2 separate regions of the Pan troglodytes genome follow, and region 1 is linked to region 2. Evidence: chromatin contacts called from public HiChIP or PLAC-seq data. All regions are on one chromosome and are shown on one strand. The core of a region is the stretch at or near the end of the contact, and the rest is flanking DNA. Distances in the headings are between cores, read along the strand shown.

Evidence for each region. HiChIP or PLAC-seq counts read pairs in DNA pulled down with a chosen protein or histone mark.
Region 1: a contact with region 2 is called in an H3K4me3 HiChIP or PLAC-seq map of stem cell-derived excitatory neurons, with 6 times the contacts expected there. The contact joins the promoter of DYNC1H1 here to the promoter of PPP2R5C in region 2. A contact is called at or near these places in 1 of 7 Hi-C or Micro-C datasets (induced pluripotent stem cells) and 1 of 1 datasets of contacts at active chromatin or transcription factors (stem cell-derived excitatory neurons).

What each region holds. Positions count from the first base shown.
Region 1 is chr15:99,973,724-99,980,201 of NHGRI_mPanTro3-v2.0_pri, reverse strand. DYNC1H1 (dynein cytoplasmic 1 heavy chain 1) reads right to left here and starts at 1,319. Exons shown (of 78, transcript XM_016926971.4): 1 at 822-1,319. The coding sequence starts at 1,077.
Region 2 is chr15:99,774,565-99,780,860 of NHGRI_mPanTro3-v2.0_pri, reverse strand. It overlaps PPP2R5C (protein phosphatase 2 regulatory subunit B'gamma), which reads right to left and starts at 3,956. Exons shown (of 14, transcript NM_001280086.1): 1 at 3,844-3,956; 2 at 1,568-1,633. The coding sequence starts at 3,885.

The DNA.
Region 1 (6,478 bases), core at 70-2,569, 200 kb before region 2:
CGAAGCATTAAACAAATACGAGGTATGATCAGCGAAAACAAGCAGTGGACGGGGAGCTGAGACACTGAGTCTAGTCTCAGGACTAGGATTAGCTGGTGACCTTGGGTGAAATCACTTAACCTGAGCCTCAGTTTCCTCAGGTGTAAAATCAGGATACACCCGTTCAGCAAGGATGCTGTGAGAGCATCCACCTACAACAGTGATGCTCGCAGGCCCGGGGTTGGCACAGTCGCTCTGTGGGCCTCGGCCTCTGGGTCCCCACAAGGCAGGGCTGGGACACCCGCCCGACCTCCTCCCGAACCAGAACCCCGGCTGCCCCCAGCTCCGCGGGTCTGTCCCCGACACATCCCTCCCGAAGGCCACTTGGCTTGGACGCAAATCGAAACCGAAAAGCTCATGTGACACTGGAGGCAGGGATGCGGCCTCGCCCGCGCTCAGCCCAGGGAGACGCTGTCTCCACCCAACTCGGCCATCTTGAGAGGCCCGAGCAGACAAAGCGACCCCATTGTTTTGGGTGACGGCAGACGGGGACCCCTTTCCCCTCCCCGCGACCAAGAGCCGGGCGCCCTGGGGGCTCCGGGCCGGGCAGTGGGTGTGGCGAGGGCGAGCCCCGGGCGCCGCGCCGGCCTCTGCGGGGCGTCTGCGGCCCTGGGGACCCAGCCGGCGGGACGTCTGCGGCCGCCGGGCTCTGCCCATCCCGGGGTCATCTGAAGCTGCCGGGCTCCTCCCATCCCGGGGACATCTGCGGCCCCGGAGGACCTGGCAGGCCCTGCATTCCGCGAGGCCTGGCTCTGGCGACCCTGCCCTCCGCGGCCCCGCACCTTTGAGCGTGGAGCGCTCCACCAGCACCGTGTGGACCTGCGGGTCCGAAAGGAACTTGCGCATCTGCTCCAGGGCGCTCTTCTCCTCCAGCGCCGCCTCCAGCGCGGCCGGCGCCTCGCCGCCGTCCTCCAGCAGCAGCGGCACCAGCTTGCGCAGGTGCTTCTGCAGCACCGACACGTCCGCCACATTCTGCACGGCCGACACTTCCAGGCCGGCCGAGCCGTCCTCGCCGCCGCCGCCCCCGGGCTCCGACATGGTGCCGCGCTCTGGACCTTCCAGGAGCGATGAGAAGGCGGCCGCGACTCAGCGAGACAGCCAGCAAGAGACAGAAACGGCCGCCGGAAGCCGGACCGTCCGCTAGCCCACCGCAGACTGAGGAGACCGGGAGCCGGCCCCGCCCTAAAGGCAGCCACTGCCAGCTGGCCCCGCCCCGCCCCGCCGGCCGCAGCCGCCGCAGCCACCCGCGCTCGCTCGCGGCCTTAGCGTCACGGCGTCGCGCGTGCGCGGGGGGCGGGCCCGGCGATGTCGCCGCGCGCCCTTCTGGGACTTGTAGTCTCGGCGCTGGTCGGGGCCCGCAGCCTCCGCACTGCGAGTCCTAGGACATGGGGACTTGGCTCAACGTCCTGGCTCGGCGCGCTCGGCGAGGTTGGTCAGGGGCCGCGTCTGTCTTCTTCACTGCTGTGGACGCAGCGAATAGCACACAGCCAGAGAAACTTTATAGTGAATGAGTGATGTTATTGGCGAGAGCTAACGTTTAGTGAGCGCTTAGCCTGTGCCCGGCGTTGTTCTAAGCCCTTAACCTCTCATTAAATGTTCTCTCATTGAATGAATGAATGACTACATATCAGGTACCAAAATATAGGCACGACAGATGTGTTATTAGATATAGACGGGGAGATTGAGGATACTTTTCAGAGGGGGAGGAGATGAGGGGCGTGCTCAGAGAGTCCCATTGCCAGGCTGGAAACGGACAGCTGGGGAGGGGGCCTTCGGGGCAGTGTAAGGTTAAGCCAGGAATGACACCTTCACTGTACGTAAAGCCAAGCTGTGATGGGATCTGGTTCCTAATGACAAAAATCATTGTCCCCGAGGACGCTGTGAGGACCAAGAGGGAGACCTACTGAGAACAGCTACCTCCAGCAATGACTCTCCTCCAGCCCCCTAGAGCTGGCACTGTCATTCTGTGGGCCTCAGTATCTGGGTCCGTACAAGGCAGGGGCTGGGTTGCCTGCCCACCAAGTTTCCCCCTAGTTCGGACCCACCACGACCTCCTCCCCTACACCATGACTACATAAGAGCCAGAATCCAGGCTGCCCAGCTGGGTGCGGTGGCTCACGCCTGTAATCCTAGCATTTTGAGAGGCTGAGATGGGAGGATTGCTTGAGGCCAGAAGTTCCAAGACCAGCCTGGTCAACCTAGCGAGACCCTATCTCTATGTGTATTTAAAAATTAAAAATTTTGTAAAATAATAAAAATAATAGAATCCAGGCTGCCCATCTTTGTAGTTTAGAGATGGTAGGTTCTTCTAAGGGGTAGTAATTGGCCTTTGAAAGTTCACATTCATAACTTCTTTCTTAAGTTGGGTGGAGAGAGGGAAGCCAATGGCGTTTTTTTTTGTTTGTTTTTTTTTTGTTTTTTTTAAACATCAAAGTGCACTGTCAGAGTGCCGAGTCCTGATTGGTGGAATGATGATGGTATGATTTGATTCTCCCAAATCATCTTTGAAAAACTGTGAAACATACAATAAGCTTATTCCTTGCCTAATTACCGGTTGCTGGGTCCCAGGGGGTTGCTGGAACACGGAGACTAATGATTCTTGTCTTTAAGGAGCATGTGGAAGAGGGGACAGATGAATAACCCATCTTCCTGCTCTCCATCAGTCCGCCCTGGTGTGATGTGCCTAAGCAGTTCTGAATAATCTTCCTGGAAAAAATAAATAGGCAACTGCGATGAGTTTGTGCAAGGATCCTAATGGTAATGAATAATAATAACACACCACTGACAGCGAACGCTGAGTGCTCACTGCGTGCTAGGCACTATGCAGAGGGTTTCCCCTCACATGTACTTTAGGGGTAGAAAGAGGGACAAAGAGGAAACTCTATTAGGTGCAGATCAGTGAACTCTGAATAGGCCATCCACCATCTGAGACTCAGAAACCTGCAGGGACCTGGCCAATGGGCAGGCTGCATGCTGGCTGCACCATGAGTCAGCACCAGACTGGGAGACGCAGCCACTCAGGGATCCAAGGGACTCAAACATCGGCAACCTGGCCCCAGGCCAAGAGAACAAACTGCAGGCTCCGGATTTGCGGCCCTGTAGGATAGGCTCAAAATGAAACATGTTTGTTATTTCTAAGTGGATGGGAACTGAAGGAACCTGAACAATCAGTGTACAAGGATTCATAAATGGACCAAACATGCTTGCTTTTTGTTCTTGGAAGATGTTTGTTGTATTTAATATATAATGAGAAGAGCAGTCAACGCTGACTGGGTGCTGAGCACTTTAAGTGCATTACCTGGGTGGCTGGCTGGGCTGTGCCAGGGCTGAAGGGTGTGGGGAGCTTCTTTCAAGGTGCCCCTTCTGCCTCCTGGCACAGGACTCTGGCTTCAGCACACCCCAAGCTGACCCTGGTGGGGGTAGGGCCCCTCACCCAAACCTGGCCTCTCCCGTCTCTTGTTCCGCTGCCTCAGCTTTCTCCTGTCTGTGGTAGAGTCTGCTTGGACAGACTCGGGGCAGGGCAAGCTGGAGAGATAATTCGTTCTAGGTTGATGTGGGATGATAGTGGCTGGTAGGGCACTTGTATCCTATTGGAAATCCGTGATGAGATCCCGTTCATTCCCACCCTTCTCTTAACAATGTCTCCTCAAGTCCAAGTCTCAAGTCGGGTGCCCAGTTTCATACCATCCTTCCTCTCCCTCTCACAACCCTCGGGCAGGACCAACCCCCTCAGAGGAACCCCTGCTGCCCCAGCCCTTTCAGGCTCTGTGCCCAGGATCTCCCCTCCACTCCCTGGAAATTCCACATTGGGCCAGGTGTGGTGGTGCACACCCTCGTTCCCAGCTACTCAAAAGGTTGAGGTGGAGGTCGAGGCTGCAGTGAGCTGTGATCTCACTACTGCACTCCAGCCTGTGCAAGAGAGTGAGACCCCGTCTCTAAATAATAATAATAATAATAATAATAATAATAATAATAAATTTAAAGAAAAAGAATTTCCATCTTGGGCTCATTCGTTCATTCATTCATCCCCACTTGTGAGAGCAGGGAGGTCTAAGCTTCTCGGGATTCTCAGCACCAGCGGGGCCTGGACCAAAGCGTGCACTTGGTTGGTGGGTGTGAAACTAATGCCTTACCCCGAGGAAGGGGCGCTGGCGGTCGCCGTGGGGACACGGGGTGCACTGTGGATCAGGACCTTCCTGGCCACATCTCTGGGGCTGTCAGGGTGCTGCTGGAGGGCAAGGCTGGGACTTCACAGGTTCGCAGGGCTGCAGGACGCTTTCTCAGGAAGCTCATTCCAGGATCCACCCCCTTTCTGTCTTGATTCCTTGTCAAATGAGCCTCAGGGTGAGGCTTGAGCCAGATCTGGTTCCTGGAGGCTTTGACCCCAGCAGGTTGGAGTTTGAAGCGCGTGGTGAGAACGGAATGGTCTCTTGGCGCCGTCTAGTGGCAGCAAAGGATGGGTCGCATGGAATTTTCTTCCGCTTGCAGGGGTCCCACCTCCCCAGCCTGCTGCCCATCCATCCTGGTGACAGCAGGCTCACCTGCCCAAGGTCACCTGGCTTGCTTGTCCAGGGTCACAGAACAAGTAATGACAATGAAAATGCCAGCATGCACCCCACTGCCCATGGGGAAGATGTTAGTGAATCTTGTCTCTACCTGGGCAGACAATTCCCACCTGGCTCTCCTGACCCCTGGATTAACCCAGGCTGCCTGCAGACCCTCAAAACCTCTGACACCGCCCTGGCCCTTCCCTCTGGTAGTGTGTGGCCCCTTCTCTTACCAAAGGCTGTCGGTGTCCCCAGCCAGGACCACTACTCCCTGGGTGTGCTGCCTCCATCTCCTCTCAGGGTTATCACCTCTGAAATTCTCCCTTCGCTCCCAGATGTTCTCTCTCTCTCCTAGATTTTTTCCACCGATGTCTGAGCTATTCTATCCCTTCTTTAAAAGGAAAAGAAGGAAGCCCTACCGTAGCCCACTGCCAGCACCTCTCCACTGCTTTGCTGCCCTTTCCAGCAAAACTCCTTGAGAAGAAGCATATGTGGGCACTGCCTTTCCCACCCCATCCCCACATTCATGGGCAGGCACTCTTGGCAAGGTCACCAGTGACTTCCGCATGGCCAAATCCAGTGACTAGTTCTCAGTCCTCATTTTGCTTCACCCGTGGACACACTGATGCAGCTGGCACTCCCTCCTTCTCTGAACACCACCTTCACCTGGCTTTTGGTGGCCGCACTCTCCAGATCCTCCTCGTCACCAAGGTTCCTTCTCAGTCTCCTCTGCTGGATCCTGCTCTTCGCAACCTCTGAAGGTTGGAGGGGCCCAAGGCTTGGCCCTCAGGCTGGTTTGTGTTCTATCAGCACGCCCTCTCCAGCGCCCTCTAGCCTTGGATTTTCTTTTTTCTTTCTTTCTTTTCTTTCTTTTTTTTTTTGAGATGGAGTTTCGCTCTTGTTGCCCAGGCTGGAGTGCAATGGCTCGATCTCCGCTCATCGCAACCTCTGCCTCCTGGGTTCAAGCGATTCTCCTGCCTCAGCCTCCCAAGTAGCTGGAATTATAGGCATGTGCCACCACACGTGGCTAATTTTGTATTTTTAGTAGAAACGGGGTTTCTCCATGTTGGTCAGGCTGGTCTCGAGCTCCCGACCTCAGGTGATCCGCCCGCCTCAGCCTCCCAAAGTGCTGGGATGACAGGCGTGAGCCACCGCACCTGGCCCTTTTCTTTTTTTTTTTTTTGAGACAGGATCTCACTCTGTCAACCTAGCTGGAGTGCAGTGGCACAATCGTGGCTCACTGCAGCCTCGACCTCCCTCCCAGCCTCAAATGATCCTCCCACCTCAGCCTCCTGAGTAGCTGGGACTACAGGCACATGCCACCACACCTAGGTAATTTTTGTTTGCTTGTTATTTTTTGTAGAGATGAGGTTTTGCCAAGTTTCTCAGTCTGGTCTCAAATTCCTGGGCTCAAGGAGCCTCCTGCCTCAGCCTCCCAGAGTTCTGGGATTACAGGCATGAGCCACTATCCCCACCTAAGGCTTCCTTGGATTTTCAATACAGCCATGCCTTGACTCCCAACCTTAGAAGGCGGTGTTCTGCTGTTGTTGGGTGGAATGTTCTAAGAAATGTCAATTAGGCCATGTTGGTTGACAGTGTTCAAGTGTTCTTATCTTTATTGGCTGGGCATGGTGGCTCATGCCAGTAGCCCCAGCACTTTGGGAGGCTGAGGCAGGAGGATTGCTTCAGACTAGGAGTTTGAGGTTGCAGTGAGTCATGATTGCACCACTGCACTCCAGTCTGGGTGACAGAGACCCTGTCTCTATTTTTTAAAAAAATACTAAAATAAATATTCATTTAGTACATTCTAACTTAAAACATTAGAAACGCTGAGAATTTTTTTTTTTTTTTGAGACAGGGCCTCACTCTGTCACCCAGGCTGGAGTGCAGTG
Region 2 (6,296 bases), core at 2,707-5,206:
TCAGAATACACCAAATGATAGAAAAGAGAGAATGCAGGGCTAAAAAAAAGTCCACTGCAGATCATCGCCAGTTAACTGTGTTTCCCAGACAGAACTGAACTCATTCTAATTTGGCTTACAGGAAGAAGTCTGACACTGGCAAATAAACGTCATTTGTGATAAGACTGGGGCCTCAATGATCCAGTTCTGGATAACTGACACTCTATTAACCCAATTATGTGCTACCCATGGATTCAAAAGGACCTACTGGCTCTGCCTGGGTCCGCGCAGCTCCTGGACCCTTGGCCCTAGGTGCTCTAGTTCAACAATTAGTCACAAGGAAGAAAAGGCAAAGGAAAGTGGTGACTCTGCAAATCCTCTGAAGGCACTTCACGGTGTGAAGGAACAGCATCAACCTTGGTCAAGTAGATGCAATGCTCACTTGGCATTCCAGCTGTTCCTCAATGAGGCCAAAGCCAAGAAGCAAAGAAAGTCACAAGTGGCCGGCGCGCGCACACACGCACACGCACACGCACACACACACACACACACACACAATGTGAACAATAATAAAATACCAAAACTAGGTAAATTTTTTCAAATACCAACATTATTGGAGAAAGAGGCCAAGGGACCGTCAACAGAAATAGGGAGCTAGCCCAGGACGTCAGTAGCAGAGATGGTTTGAAATAAAACAAGGTGATGGAAGAAAAAGAACTAACCACTGAGTTGCCTGGCAGCTTGCAATGGAAGTGGCGGTGGGGGGATGACCCTAAAGCTAAAAGCAACATAGCAACACCATAGACTGCATAAGACCAATCTATACAGGAGGGTTGCTGGGTTTGAGGTGTGGGAAATTAACTTAAAAATACCAGATCCAGGATGGGCACGGTGGCTCAGGCCTGTAATCCCAGCACCTTGGGAGGCCAAGGCGGGCGGGTCACGAGGTCAGGAGTTCAAGACCGGCCTGACCAACCTGGTGAAACCCCGTCTCTAATAAAAATACAAAAATTAGCCGGGCGTGGTAGCGGGTGCCTGTAATCCCAGCTACTCAGGAGGCTGAGGCAGGAGAATTGCTTGAACTCAGGAGGCAGAGGTTGCAGTGAGCCAAGATCGCGCCACTGCACTGCCGGCCTGGGCGACAGAGTGAGACTGTATTAAAAAAAAAAAAAATTGCTGGGTGTGGTGGCATGTTCCTGTGGTCCCAGCTACTTGGGAGGCTGAGGTAAGAGGATCACTTGAGCCTGGGCGGCAAGGGGTAGCAGTGAGCAGAGATTGCGCCACTGCACTCCAGCCTGCGTGACAAAGTGAGACCCCGTCTCAAAAAAATAAAAAACAAAAAACCCCCCAAAAACCCACAAACAAACTCCACAGGCAAGCACAATTTTCATAAAATCATTAATAGTTTTCCAAAGCAAAACAGTAAATACCTAAACAACTAAAATTGAGGATTATGAAAGACACCACAAAAAAAAAACCTCACATAGAGAAACATTTTAGAAGATTCTAGGCTTTATCACTCTCGGTTTTTCTACCTTAAGTTAAAAGCTGTGTATAAAATACAAAGTCAATATTTGATGACAGTTACCTCTGATTCTACTGTGTCTTGTCCTTCTTTTGAACTTTTTCCACTCTTCCCTGCTTTTGGTGATTCCTGGTAAACATCAAGCAAAGTCAATTAGTCTTCTCACTTTTTAGACAGGTAAACATCAGATAAGCCAAATGCAGTTTTAAAAGTGATTTATACAACTACAGCTTCTGATATTTTTAATTCATACCATTAGGAAATTCTGTATCATACCGTTTAGGATTCCAACAGTGCAATGCCCCCCACCCCCCATTCAGATTCTTTTCGTTTTATCTGCATTTGAGGTTGAAAACTTCAAGCAGAAAACAGATAAATCCAATTTTATACAGTGCTTCTGGCATTTTGAGATCCACATCACATCCCTTTCTACCCTCCCACCCTAAACCCTATGAGTGAGGATTTCTGGGGTGATAATGAAACGCTACAGAGCTCCACCTGAAGCAGAAACATACCCGCCCCCCCCGAATGCAAACGCAGCACCCTTGCTCGCAGCCCTCACCGCCGCCGCCACCCAGGATAATAATAGTGTTTGAGAGCCCCAGAGCGTCCCTCCGGGGCGGCAGATAATTCCTTACCAGCTCTCAGCGCGGTCCCTTCTCGCTCCCTTTCCCCCGTCCAGGGGTCCCTCCCCAGGCGTCTACAGCCCCCATCCCTGAAGCTCCTTTCCGGGAGTCTGCGAGGCTGCGAACCCCCTCGGCGGCCGCACCTGCCGGCCCAAGCCCACGCCGCACTGTCGGAAACGGGCGCCCCTCCGACCCCCTCCCCGGGCCGCGCCCTCCCTCCACGCCCAGCCCCGGCCCATCACGAAGGTCCCAGCGGCCCGGGCCTGCGCCCCGCGGCTCCGGCGCGATCCCCGGGCTCCCCGCCCCCACCGGGCATGAGGCCGAGAGAAGCCCGGGGATGCCTGGCTCGGCCGCCCTCGGGGACGCGAAGCCCGCGGCGTCAGGCGGGGAACTGAGCCGGGGCCCGGGCGCAGGACCCCGGTGCCGTCGCGCCCTCCCCCGGCAGTCCCTCCCCGCTCCCTCCGTCCCGCGGCCGGGCCCGGACTCACTTTCTCCTTCTTGTTTTTATTCGGCATGGCTGGAGCGGGCCGCCGCCGCCGCCGCCGCCCCTGCCGCCGCCTGCCCCCGCAGCAGCAGCGCCCCCGCCCCGGCCGTCGCGCCCCCGCGGCCGCCGCCGCCGCCGCCGCCGCCCGGGGACTGAGTCTTTCGCTTGCTCTCGCTTCCCCTTTTCCAGGCTCCCAGAGGCTGCGGCAGCCGCGGCGGCGGCGGCGGCGGCGGCGGCGGCAGCGGCGGCGTCTCTCCGCCCCTCCCCCGGCCGGCCCGCCCCGCCCCTCTCCTCCCCACCCCCGGCCGGCCGCCCCGCCCCTCCCCGCCCGCCGCTCGCCCCGCCCCTGCGCCCGGCCCCGCCCCGCTGCCCTCAACAGCGCCCTGCCATTGGTCGACGCGCCCCCACGTGCCCTAACGCTCCCTGCTCCCCCCACCCTCTCCGCGCGACCCGTTCACGCCCCCGCCCTCCGTCGCGAGTCGCTGCGAGCCGGCCTCAGGCAGGCCGCGGCCTCCTGGCGCGGGGCTGACCGCTGAGCAGAGCTGAGCCGACTCAGGGGAGGGAGCACGTGGCTGCGACTGCGGTGACAGGGCCGTGGCCCGCTGTGGAGGCGCAAGACAGAGCGTGAGACGTAGGAAATGCACATTTGAAATGTATGGCAACAACTTCTGCAGCCGGCGAAACGCGAACCGTGGCCTCTTGGCCTTGCCCCCTCACCGCCGCGGCTCTCGTTGCAGTCAAGAGTGCCTGGCACGCTTTGCACTGAGGCGCACGGGGAGGCCCGGGAACCGAGCGAGCGGCAGTTTCGCGGGACACCGCTGGGCCCCGCCTCCCCTCCCCTCCCTCCACTCCCCTCCCCTCCCTCCACTCCCCTCCCCTCCCTCCACTCCCCTCCCCTCCCTCCACTCCCCTCCCCTCCCTCCACTCCCCTCCCCTCCCTCCACTCCCCTCCCCTCCCTCCACTCCCCTCCCCTCCCTCCACTCCCCTCCCTCCACTCCCCTCCCCTCCCTCCACTCCCCTCCCCTCCGTCCCCTCCCCTCGACCACCCCGTCCCCTCCCTTCGACCAGCCCGTCCCCTGCCCTCCCCTTCTCTCGACCAGCCCGTCCCCTGCCCTCCCCTCCCCTCGACCAGCCCGTCCCCTCCCCTCCTCTTCCCTCGGCCAGCCCCTTCCCTCGGCCAGCCCCTCCCCACCACCAACCCCTCCCCTCGACCAGCCCCTCCCCTCACCAGCTCAGCTTTCCGCAGCTCCTCCCGCGAGGTCCCGCCCATCCGACAGCGCCGCCCCTCCCTGGTTGGTCCCGCCCTCCGCAGTTTCTCCCGCGAGGTCCCGCCTACCCGACAGTCCCGTCCTTTCCTGGTTGGTCCCGCCCTCCGCAGCTTTTGCCGCGAGGTCCCGCCCACCCGACAGCCCCGCCCCTCCCCAGCCGGCCCCGCCCTCCGCAGCTCCTTCCGCGAGGTCACGCCCACATGTGCAGCCCCTCTCCTCCGGCGTCGGCCCCGCCCACCGAGGCGAGGCCTCAAAGACTTGGTGGCCGCTGCGCCAATAGGATTTTATTTTTATTCTTTAATTAGGCTTGATCATAAATGGTGAGGAAACCTCTGCATGACTGGGAGTCACCTGATTTCTCTCAGCTTGTTAATAGCTGTGAGGAGAGGGTGTCCAAGGGAAAAACGTTAACTTTTCAATACAATGCTTCCGCGGTCCACCTCGTGCCCAAAACTATTGAAGACGCTAAGGACAGGCGTCCCAGATTGCAGAAATGCATTAGGTAGTAAGACTCTAGGAGCGTACGGATTTCACGTGCGAGAGGCATTGGTGCTTCACCTGTGATGATGAAGGAGCTGCATCTTAACTGGCAGCTTAAAAATCATCGCGTTCTCTTAGCCCCCGGAGTTTTGTTCTTGGAAGTTTCCAGGCAAAGCATTTTCCATTATTCTCAGCAGTTCTGCAATGAGAAAGCTGAAAGACGGGGTAAGAAAAAAAAGATCTAAAGGGAGGAATGTTGTGGGAGGTCAGGAAAGTAAGTTCTGTCTGCGGGTGTCTGAATGTCTGCGGGCTCTTAGACGAATATCTGTAGGTAAGCAGGACAGTCTCAAACAACTATTTGTGCGGAATAAGTGGCTTTTTTATTAATAATTTAAGTGGGTTAATGGTGTCTCCAAAACAATTTTGAGGATAGAGCGATGCCCCTAGTTAACTTAATAACATTTTAAAAATAAAATATGTGCTGTCAATTTAATAAGTCCAGGATATATCCATATCAGAAAGGAGTAGCTCTGAAACTATTGGTTTATGGCCATGAACTCTTAGGGAGGCTTAGAGGCATCTCTGAGACAATCCTTTGCCACCAAAATCCTTGTATCGTATCTCCTGATCCGGTGTTGCATACAATTCATTCATTCGACCCACATTTGTTGGATAACTACTATGTGCAAAGCATGATGCCAGAAATTTCATGGTGAACAAGGCACTACCCTTGTCCTCAAGCAGTTCGCATGCTTGCATGGAAATAGAAAAAAACAGCAATCAGAAGGACATGACATGTGACAAGTCTACAGGACTGGGGTGAGGGGGGTCAGGCTTGGAAGCATGACAGAGCACTGCACAGGACGTTTTGTTATGGCCGGAGATGAGACTGAAGGAACAGCGACGCTGAATTAAGACTGGTAGACCTTGCCAAGATATTGTACTTCTTTTTGAATGCATTTCAGGGTCACTGACAGATACTGAAGTGGGGAGTGATGTACTCACATTTGCATTTTAGAAGACATCGGTGGCAGGAGTGTGGAGGAGGTGACGGTGGAAGTAAAAGCAGGAGGCAGAAAGAGCAATCAGCATCCAGCTATGGTTCAGGTGCGTGCCAGGGAGGCATCTCCACAGCAACGGGGGGAAGGATCGCCGACGCGACAGAGAGCCAGAATCGAGGATAAAAAGCGAATGGTCATGCTTGTAGTTTGGGCAACACAGTGAATGATGAGGAAGGGATGCAAGTGGAGGGCAGGTTTGCAAGGGAACAAGATTCCAGTTTGGGACACGTTGCTGTGTCCGCAAAATGTAGGTAGAGGTGTCCAAGATGGCAACTGGAAATATAGCATAGAGGACTAGTTGCATGTCAGGTTAGAGGTTTCTCAGGTCAGTTTAGAGTTTTAGGGAAAGCATAGGGACAGGGTACCAGCAAAGCTGCCTGATTAACATCCAGTGACCTTGAAACCATAGCAACCAGAGAAATCTGACTCAACACCATTACCTGTACAACTGCATGTGTACGTCACTGGCCATTGGACTGGCTTCATTTGCCCACATTAGGGAGGACCATCTTTAATGACAGTTAGTTACCGACTACCCGTAGAACACACTGGGTTTCTTGCAGTGTCTTGGGTGCTGTGGTATTTACAGGAACGCTAAAGATAGATATAGCTCCTGTTCCCAAAAGAAGGGATTCAGGACAAGCTATTGAGATAGGATATAAAGCCATTATGTGGGTGTGTGTGTGTGTGTGTGGCTGAGGGTTACCTCTTCCAGGATGGCCCCACATTCCATGTTCATGAAGGCACTGCTTGCATCACACAAAACTCCTTTTCTTCCAACCCCTGCTCTTCTGGGACACTTTTTTGAGATGGTCCCTGACATGGTTAGGATATTTATCCCCACCCACATCCATGTTGAAATGTAATCACCG